Regions from separate parts of the Mus musculus genome. Here region 2 is linked to region 1. A link is a contact called in public HiChIP or PLAC-seq data. All regions are on one chromosome and are shown on one strand. The core of a region is the stretch at or near the end of the contact, and the rest is flanking DNA. Distances in the headings are between cores, read along the strand shown.

What was found. HiChIP or PLAC-seq counts read pairs in DNA pulled down with a chosen protein or histone mark.
Region 2: a contact with region 1 is called in an H3K27ac HiChIP or PLAC-seq map of neural progenitor cells, with 3 times the contacts expected there. The contact joins two enhancer-like sites. A contact is called at or near these places in 13 of 484 Hi-C or Micro-C datasets (the HL-1 cell line, brain, cerebral cortex and 6 more) and 5 of 115 datasets of contacts at active chromatin or transcription factors (embryonic fibroblasts, embryonic stem cells and neural progenitor cells).

Annotation. Positions count from the first base shown.
Region 1 is chr9:49,621,390-49,626,334 of GRCm38.p6, reverse strand. The region is part of intron 1 of Ncam1 (neural cell adhesion molecule 1); the gene reads left to right. Among named protein-coding and RNA genes, the nearest start is that of Gm11149, 110 kb to the right of the region's middle. Within about 2 kb of position 2,079, at least 42 of the 459 cell types and tissues checked have an H3K27ac peak or open chromatin away from gene starts, as enhancers often do. A contact at or near this core is called in neural progenitor cells and stem cell-derived neural progenitor cells, where this site is marked.
Region 2 is chr9:49,921,656-49,926,600 of GRCm38.p6, reverse strand. No RefSeq gene overlaps it. Among named protein-coding and RNA genes, the nearest start is that of Gm25633, 98 kb to the right of the region's middle. Within about 2 kb of position 2,445, at least 73 of the 459 cell types and tissues checked have an H3K27ac peak or open chromatin away from gene starts, as enhancers often do. A contact at or near this core is called in neural progenitor cells and stem cell-derived neural progenitor cells, where this site is marked.

The sequences.
Region 1 (4,945 bases), core at 830-3,329:
TAATGTGCTCTGAGCAGAGGACACTTCCTCTTGCCTTTGGAAACACACCCTTGCATGCTAGAGTCTACGACGCAAGCATATCTGAATACAAACGGACAGGCCCGTGAGTCTTCCTGGCACTAGTTCCTGGATTCATCCAGACCCAGGCATCTCCAATAACATTTTAGTTAGTTTTCATCAAAATCACTCATAATCTGGTTTAATGATTCCATAAAAGCCTTGGTTCACCCTGCCCCATGTGAATAGAAATATTTGCCATGAAAAAAAATTAGTTATTAGTTTTATAGCCCTGCCTATTTCCGTGCCTCTCTATATAAAGAATATGAAAAGAGATATTAAATCTCAATTTTTAATAACGTTATTGACATCTTTGGGGAGCTTTATAACACTTGACATTTGCTTTCGGTGTTGGGGAGAGAGGGAGAAAGTAAATTGATTTGGTATTTATTTCCGAAGTTGGAGTATGACAAGTTACTTTAAACATAAAATATGTAGGCACTTTGGAACACAATGAACGGAATGGGTTGTTGGTTTTGAAAGTGAACATAAATTTTAGAATCAAATGGGTAATGTGGTAATGATAATAACATCATTTGATCGCTAAACGAACCTGTTTTATTATATTCATCACTGGATTTCTATTGCCACCTAGACAGCCTTCAAAATTGATAGAACGTGATGTCTGGACCTGCAGAACACAGCTCATGACTGAACGTCACAGCTCTTGTGATGAAAGTTAAATTCTTCAGAGTGCTAGGCTTTCAATAGATCCTTTTTTATAGACAAAATGTATGTGTTTCAAAAGAGCACCCTCTGAATGTGGACTTCTTTGTAAGAAATAGACATCCATTTTGCAATGGACACTTGCTTCCAGTTGTTAGCAATCCAGGAATGCACAGGGGAGATGATGGGGATATTGGCTGGGCACATGTAGATAAGATCTAGAAAAAGCCTAGTAAAATCTTGGTGGGGTGAAGAGAAGCCAAGATCTTTGCCACTACCTTAACAGGTCAACTGTGACTCAAAGGCTGGCTTGAACCCTACACAATCAGTTCAGGAAGATTCTTGCTTTGTTATTTTGTTTTATATCGGTCTCATGTAGCTCTAGCTGACCTCAGACTTATAGAAGTGAGAATGACCCTGAACGCCTGGTGTCCTCCCCCCCCCCCCAACTTCCATCTCTAAGACCCAGGACTATAGTCATGAATCATCACAGCCAGACCAAAAAACTTCCCGCTGCATAATAAGTGGTACAGAAAGCGGACTTGGCAGATTCCAAGCCAGTAAGAGACTGTCTGGAAAAACAAAGATGCACAGGACCTAGGAAACAACACTTAGGGCTATCGTTTGGCCTCTGCATGTACGTGCACATACACATGCACAGAGGTACACTCTCACCTACACACACATGTACCTATACATGCATGAAAACAGACATATAGACACACACACAGAGACACACAGACACAAACACACACACACACACACACACACACAAGCTCATAAAATGTCAACTCATCACATTTGGTCACTAGACACTTAAGGCCAGCTCAGGCACCAGTGACCTTGAATGCATGAGATTCAGTACCTTATTCAGTACTGTATGAGCTAGTGAGTCCCCTGGTTGAGCCATTAGCTTGCTGCCAGATGCTCAGGGGTGGTAAAATGCTTGTTTCTCTGCTGCGTACTTGCACGTTCGGGCAAAGGCTTACAACTTTGTACGTCTCCATCCGCCATCCAGCTTCTTGTATCTGCTGCTCCCATCCCCTCGAGTGCCAGTCTGCTCGAGTTCTTCTCCCTGCCTTGCTAAATGAAGATGACGCCATCTTATTTACCCCAGCAGTGTTTCTTGTGTAGATAGATGTTAAACTATGCAATAGATTTTTTTAAATGAAATTTTAATTACTTTCTGCTATTCTGAGCTCATTGCAATCAGCAGCCATCTTGCTGGAAGATAAAACAAAACAAAGCCGCTCACTGGGAGGAGCAAAGGCCTTTTTTGCAGAGTGGGGCACAGAAGCCCATTGTCAGCAGCAGCTGTGGACGCCTTCCCCAGGCACAGGCTCAACTGTCACAGGGTTCAGAGGTTTTGAGTTTTCCACTGATGTTCCTCTTCCCTAATGAGGTCACCTCTCAGCACAGTAGGGGAACAACTCTGCTAATGGGAGACTCAGAAATGCATGTTGCAATTACCACTCTTTGTTTCTATCTATCTCCCATAGTTTCCAAACAGCCGAGAGCTAGAAGGGGGGTGTTGTGTTGCTTGCTCCTCTGAAAATATGGAACAGAACTAGAGAGGGGAGCTGCATCTTTTATAGACTAGCCCCTGATTTCCAGCCATTGTGCTGTGCTGTTATTTCTAAAATATTGAGGATGGGAGCAACTCACTTTCCTCTGAAATGACTCTGGCCAGCAGTTCATGTGATGACCATGCTGGCGTGGCAACTAAATCTTTGTCAATGACAACTTCCTATATTTGATTAGTCACTTGATATACATTATGCTCCCCCTTCAAAATCAAAAGGTTTAAATGATCCATCTGTGGCTTCCCTCTGGTACCATCTTCTACAAAATGATTATAACACCATCATTTCAAACCCACTATTTGAAATGGACAAAGTAAAATGCATAAAAATGCTTTGAAAATGCATAATTCTCTAATAAAACAGTGCCCAATAATGATAGGCAGCAAAATAGATTTTTGTGGGAACGACACAGAAAGTGGAAACAAAGGAATAAGAATATTCCCCACCGTGTTTCCCCTTCAAGGACTCTGAGAGGGGACGCTCCAGCTAGTGACTGAGGCTGGCACTAGGTCGACTCAGGATAAGGGGTGTAGCTCTCCGTTACTATTGTAATCTCTGTTCTCCCTGAGGACTGGATTAGGATCCTCAAGTTGCCATGACAACAAGCAGCTCTTAGCCACATTGCTCTAGTTATTTTGTTTGTTGTTCATTTGTTTGTTTGTTTGTTTGTTTGTCTGTTTGTTTGTTGAGCCTTTCTTTTTCCCTTTGTCAGAGAAAGCTATTATTTGAATTTTTCAATCATCTGAATTCCTGACTATTTCTTGGATCTAGTTGTAAACCACTAATTCCTCTTTCCCTCGATGTTTCCTCTCAGTGAGACAGGATGAAGGGTAGAATATGAAACAAGATCCCATTTGAATGCCAGCCTGGAGTTGAGGAAGCAGGCCTTCTTCCAAGAGAAAACATTAGCTGGAGTTGTGTCAGGGTGTGGAGGCTGATCCAAAGCTTTGATGTGTCTCTCTGTCTTGAATTTATAGCTGCATAACCACCTGTGTGGCTGAACGTGTCCAGCATGGCTGTGGACGCTTTCAGGTATGCTCAGACCTCACAAGAGTGTTGAGAAGGTAGTGCTTCTGTCCCGTGTTCAAGAAGATGTGTTCAGAAAAGCTGTTTTGCCTCAGCAACTCCACTCTTGTGCATGAGGCCCTCATTTTTCTCAGAGGGATAAAACAGAAGTCAGAAGGTTAGTATCTTACCTCCTGCCCTCTCACTATTGGCCAAAACCCTGAGCATCCCAGCTACTCCCCCCTACAGCCTCTGATAGGACCATACTTAGTCACATAGGAGCATCACTTAATGGTTTCAAGCCAACCAGCAGGTTGAGATTCTGAAGGAAATGATTGCCCATACTCTCCTCTAACCAAGACTCCTAAAAGTCGTTTTCTGGAGCTTAGATTTTTGTAGATAGGAGCAAGTGACCTTGCTGGAGATTGGATAGACCCTGGTAGACCCTGAGTCATTCTCTATGATAAGAGGCTACATCCCCACAGTACTTTGACTAAGTCTGTGCCTTTTTGATGTATCCCTGTTTGCATTACAAGGAATCAAAATAGGACCTGATGTACGTTGGCAAGTACTCGGCCACGGAGCAGCAACCACAGCCCCATTTTGCTGCCTTAGTGGTATTGGCGGCATATTATTTATAAACACAATAATACCACAAGAGATATCTTTTTATAAGAATTAATCTGTAGACCACATAAAATTGCATATGAGGGCAGATATTGAGCCCAGAGAAGCCATCTAGGAATCTGTTATCATAATCCAGATGAAGGATAACATATGGTTGAAGACAGAGCCAGCGGGAATAGAAGAAAACGGAAAATGGAGGAAGCAAGATCATGCAAACAGAAGGGCTGGTGGTGAATTGAGAATCTAGGTCTGAGGCCTGCAGGGTTTAGAACTAGATAACAGTATTAAAGGAGTCCTGGAGGTGAGGCCCATCATGGTCTCAATTTCTCTGTCTGTCTCAGATTCAAACATTGAGGACAATGTTAATTTTCTTTAACTGACACTCCTTGGTGTTTCATTTAATCACGCTTATGTTAGCGTATTGCTTTCTGCTGCTTTCCACTGCAGATGGATTAGCCAAACTTTGTGCCGCAGCCAGAGAGCAAACCGAATTACTATTTATAATGCAGTTTCTATGGAAAATGCAAATCGAGTTGGGCATGTTGTGCTGTGGGCTTCTTTTGTTGCTTTCTTGCTTGAAGAGAAATATTCTCACCGTAGGTGTGGAATTGACTCTCGGTAAGGAGGTAAAACGGGGAGGCATGTATTAGTGCGTTTGTTAATCATTCGAAGAAAAGTCAGAATTGAAAAGGGATTGTGACGGTTGAAAAGGAATTGAGGTGGCAATGTATGCAGTTGGTTCAATGAGTTAAATACTGAAAGGAAAGCAAGGGCTGTTTCATTTTTTTAAAAAAATCAATTATGCCATGGTGAAAATAAATTACAAGGACAGGTCTGGTGGTGCATGCTTTTAATCCCAGCACTTGGGAAGCAGAGGCAGGCAGATCTCTGTGAGTTCAAGGTCAGCCTGGTCTACATGATGGGTTCCAGAATATCCAGGGCTATGTAGAGAGACCTTGTCTGGAAAAAAAATAAAAAATAAAAAATTGCAGACAGGCAAATCATTA
Region 2 (4,945 bases), core at 1,196-3,695, 300 kb before region 1:
AAGCCCAAAGTTATTGCTTTAGCACAAGCCAAGTACTGCCTTGAAGTGGTGTACAGACCATCCTCACTGCAGAATTAGTCACAGAATCAATGCCCTTTCATGCATGCCAAGGGATTAGATCCTGGCCTAAGACAGACCCAAACTTATGCTTTCAAATGTGAATATCTAAATATCAGTCTTAGGCTGGGGGGATTTTCTACATCTGAAACTACCTTGATAGCCACATAATCCATCCATCCATCCATCCATCCATCCATCCATCCATCCATCCATCCATCCATGGGAGATTCCCCGCCATGTGCTTATGTCCCTGTCTTACTCAGAGAAGGGACATACATATCATTTACAAATGTCAGAGATGAGAAAAAACATCTAGATGTCTCCCCACTTAATACCCTCTTAAGACAAGGCTAGAACCAAGGCCTCGGAGGAAAATGACTTGCTTGAGTTCAAATTTACCCAGAAACTTGAAGCCCACCCTGACTCTCAAGACAGTGTTCCACTCAGAATCTCACATAGCTTTCTGCCCTTTTGTATCCAGGCTGGTAACACCTGCTTAAGTCCATCCCTCCACTGCAGATCTGTCAGAAGCTGACCATCATGACTGACTGATAACAGCTGAAGCCTTGGCGGCCACCTGAAGCAGCTGGGCTCTAAGATAGACTAGCTAGGGAAGAGAGGCCCAGAATTCACTACCACAAAATATGCCACTGAAGTCAACTTAGATACAAGGAATGCAGAAAGAGTTTGCTGCTCTCACATCATCTGCTAGAAACAGAGTGTGTGTGTGTGTGTGTGTGTGTGTGTGTGTGTGTGTGTTTACCAGGAGAATAACATTTGTAGATACACACGAAAGCTACTCCAGGGATGAGAAAGCTTGTGCTGATGACACTGTGTCCAGTCTTCGTAAGTCAAACGTTCAAAGCACTATCATTAGGCTCCTCAAAAGTCACCTGGCTTCAAGTCCTTTCCTGTAAGCCAGCCCACCCCATTCTGTTTTCTTGTCTCTTGCCATATTTTTTCTGTCTTTGCTAAGATGATCCTCCAATCTAACTAGCCCTTTGAGTAACTTATCTGAGATCTCCCATGGTACATGTAAATCATATGTATAAATAGCCCGTGTTGTTATTTCCTCCTGTTAATGTCCCTTTTGCATGTTTAATTCACAGGCCTGAGGTACTAGGGCCAAGTCTGAGACCCAGGGACACTTCCTACTGTTTTATCACAAAAACAGAAAAGCAACTAATCTGAAGTTGGTACCAGGAATGGGGTGCGGAAATAAAAAGGGCCAAGTCAAAGACATACTTGCATCCTTTCCCCACACCTGAGAGTCAGTGTCCAAGGGTAACATTGGGTGGGTTGTCCCCCGCCACCACCCCACTTCCACCCCCAGGACCCCGGCTATAATAGCTCATGTTCCCTTGCTTGGCTGGAAACTCACCCTGCAGTTTCATTAAAAGGGGCAAGAATTCCACCTCTTCTTTGGAATCCACTTCCAACAGTTGCTATGCTGAGCCTGAATCCTGGGTTAATCCTTTATCTTTATGACCTTAGCAGGAGTTATTTTTACCTCATTAGGCCTCGGTTTCATCCTGTGCTGGCTGGATTAATAATATAACACACCTCAAAAACTGTTGTTCAGGTTAAAGGAGATAGTAGAAAACCTGACACAGAATGTGTGTTATATGAACTCAAGGTTCACACATAGCTACACATAGCTGTATTGGGATCTAATAGCCTGCCTGTTAGAAAATGTCTCTAATGACTTGAATGGGTTTATAGAGGAGAGGCAGCTCCATGGAGTTATCTAACTTTCAAGGTTAGGAAATATAGAGCGATCCTACTTGCCTATGTGAAAGAGTTACAGTGACTCTATTAGCTTTCTTGTCTGAATCACTAGACATATGTCCTAAAGTCCTCTCCTTACTGGGAAGGCCTGTTCTAAAGACTGATTCTCAGATCCTACCTTTAACTTGCTGATTCCAACTTTTGAATTAAATTCTGGGAGACAGTCTTTAAACACTGGGCCCTTTCAAGGTGATCCAGAGGTGACCGAAGTTTTAAATTGACAGGCAAAGAACAAGTTTCCCTGGCCTGAATCTACCCAGTCTGGTGCCTTGAAATGCAGATCTCTGCAGATTCTGTGGGCAAGGGCCACAGACCAGGGCACCATGGTTTACCCTTTGCTCTCCAGCACTTCACCCACTCAGAGCCGCTATTCCATAGATCTTGTTTCCAGCCTGGGTGGCATTTCTATAGCGGCCCCTCATTTCCTGCCAAGAACAGAGCTGGCCTCTCTGATCCTGGCTCTCAGCCCAGCCAGGCTGTAGGTGGATCATTAAAGACCGCTGGACCTCTTCTGGAGGACTCTGGGACTGTGTTGTGGAGGGAGAGGCATGACCGGGGTGGGTGGGACTATTCAAGAATCTGTTGCTATCAAATCTGGGGAGCAGACAGTCCAGGGCCCAGACAGACCTCTGTTACTCATGCAGAGATAATTCAGTTAAGGGGAATGCAGATGGGAGAGATGGAGTGACTCAGAGGCTGAAGGCATTTCAATGAGGCTTGGTGACTGAAAAGCACTTATTAACCCAGGATGCTTAAGCATTAAACAGGGCCAGGGGCTGGGTGGAGACACTGAAGAGTTGCCCACACAGGATTTTGCTGGAAGGTTGGGTGTTATGAAGTAGAATTCCCCACTCTCAGCCCATCTAAGAGCTAATTCACACCTTAAATCCTCAGTGAACTCATGTTTTTCTAGGCTGTTCAGGTCGTTATCATCTGGCCTATACAGCCATCCCGGGAAGAGATAAGCTGAGAAACTATAAAGTGTCAGACAAGAAGAAAAGCTTTTCTGGGATTTAATTTGAGCCATTGATCACCACTTCCCATAGGAACAAGTTATTTCTCTGTGAGCTGTCATCTATGAAAGCAGGTGGCTTGGCTCCTGGAGGCCTCACATGGTAGAGGGCTACAGGGTCCTTGAGGCCAAGTTAGAGGCACAGGGACACTTCCTATCATCTTTTTCCCATGCCTGAGAGTCAATGTCCTTGGGCAGCATTAGAGGCATTGCCCATACCTGACCCCATCCCCAAGTATAATAGCATATGTCCCCTGGCTTGGCTGGAAGCTCCCCCTACAGTTTCCTTTGATCCACCTGCATCTTGGGAAGATGCTCTGGTTTAAAGCAGGCTATTTGGTCCCTGGAATGGAAAGGAAGTGCCACAGTGCTAGAAGGAAGCTCCTTCTATTTGTTTCTGTCTACTTCTTCTCCTGGCATAGAGAGATTTTTCTCCACAGACCATTTGTCTTTTTTATAACCTGCCTATTCAGTGTCAGACGAATGCAAGGCAGCGGAGAAGCTGATGAAGGCCATTGCTTGGACGCTTGAGACCACGCTAGTAGACCATGGCAAAGCAACTGGGACCTACCTCCTCCACAGGTGCCAGAGTCAAGGCAGGGTGGGTGGGATGCACCTCCAAAGGACTGGAAGTGAGCTCTTCTAATGAGCAGGCAGAGGACTGGCCAGCAATGAAGGAGTTAATGGCAGTCAAGCCTTCTTCCTCTGTCCTCCCTTCTCTCACTGAACCCAGATGAATAGCCAGTCAGTAAAATGACCCAGTGGAAGGAGTCCAGAATCAACCACTCTGATCCCAGGGGGCATTTGTACTCTTCACAGCACAAATCAAATCACCCAGAGCGAGGACTGGCAGGCTGCAGAAGGCCCAGAGACAAGACATCCCTCTGGTCTCTTCGGGCACAGCAGGGACTTAACCCAAGCCGGAACCTTAGCCCATGAAACCCATAGGAGACTGACCTGCCTGGTTCCTGTGGGTCTGGAATTTCCATGTGTGATTTCTCCCTGAGACTTAGTTAGCTATCATGGAGAGGCCTTGCCTCTTGTCCTGTCTTCCCCTCACTTTGTACAGCAATGCCACCTCCTTCCTCACAGTGTCCATTGACCTTGACCCATGTGGGTGCTCTGTTGGTGAGAAAGTGGGTAGGGAAATCGGATTTGAAAAGGAGTGGAGAAATCCAAATCCCAGGATCTCATAGAACCTGCGATTACTCCTCTCCACTCAGACAGTCTCTGCTGTGTGCAAAGCTCTCTCTTTCCCTGCCCCCAGCTCCTTCCCTCTAGGAGGGAATGCCCTGAGCCTCCTCCAGCACCCCACTGGCCCTTCTGCACAAAGCTTTGTCCTCTTGAAAGCTTACAGATTTATAGTTCTCAGCTGCAGACATTCCATCCCTACCATTCCAGCCTCTCACAACCCTTGAACATCCTCCTCCATGTCCCTCTCCCAGCCTCCCCCGAATTGGAAGCTGTGGGGGTGGGGCAGGCAGGGAAGGTTGACCTCTAAATACAGAGAAGCTCAGCCTGAAGGAGTCTCCTCTGTCAAGCCACTCAGGCATCAGTTTCCTGGAACTTGACTGGCTATGGCCTGTTAGTAGCCCAGAGACTGTCCACAAAAATAAAATAAAATAAAATAAACATGTGTGACTATTCATTTCACTGTGGTTCTCTGTCTAGCTGTAGCCATGTATTTCTAGAATATTCTGTTCTGTAATGATCCTTATGTTATCCTACAATGATAGGACTTAGGAAACCCCACCTCTTTAGATCTAAGTAAGTATCTCCAGCCTAGGAATAATGTGAGCAATCCCTAATAAAATTTTGGTGATGGCAATTGGCTATTTGTATGGGAAGAGATGATAGCTAAAGGTGGAAATCTGCTGTCACAGAGAGAGCTTTATACCTACCCTCAAGCAGTGGGTAAGCCTTAGCTTTAGAGACCATTCCTGGAACATAAACTCGAAGCTGGCCTGGACTTGATGGGGGAAGATGCGATATACTGCTTACCACAGAGGTATCTCTTCAGATGTTAGAGAAGTTCTTTGTGAACTAAAGCTATTGTCAAAATAATTGTTAGAGAATAATGAGTGT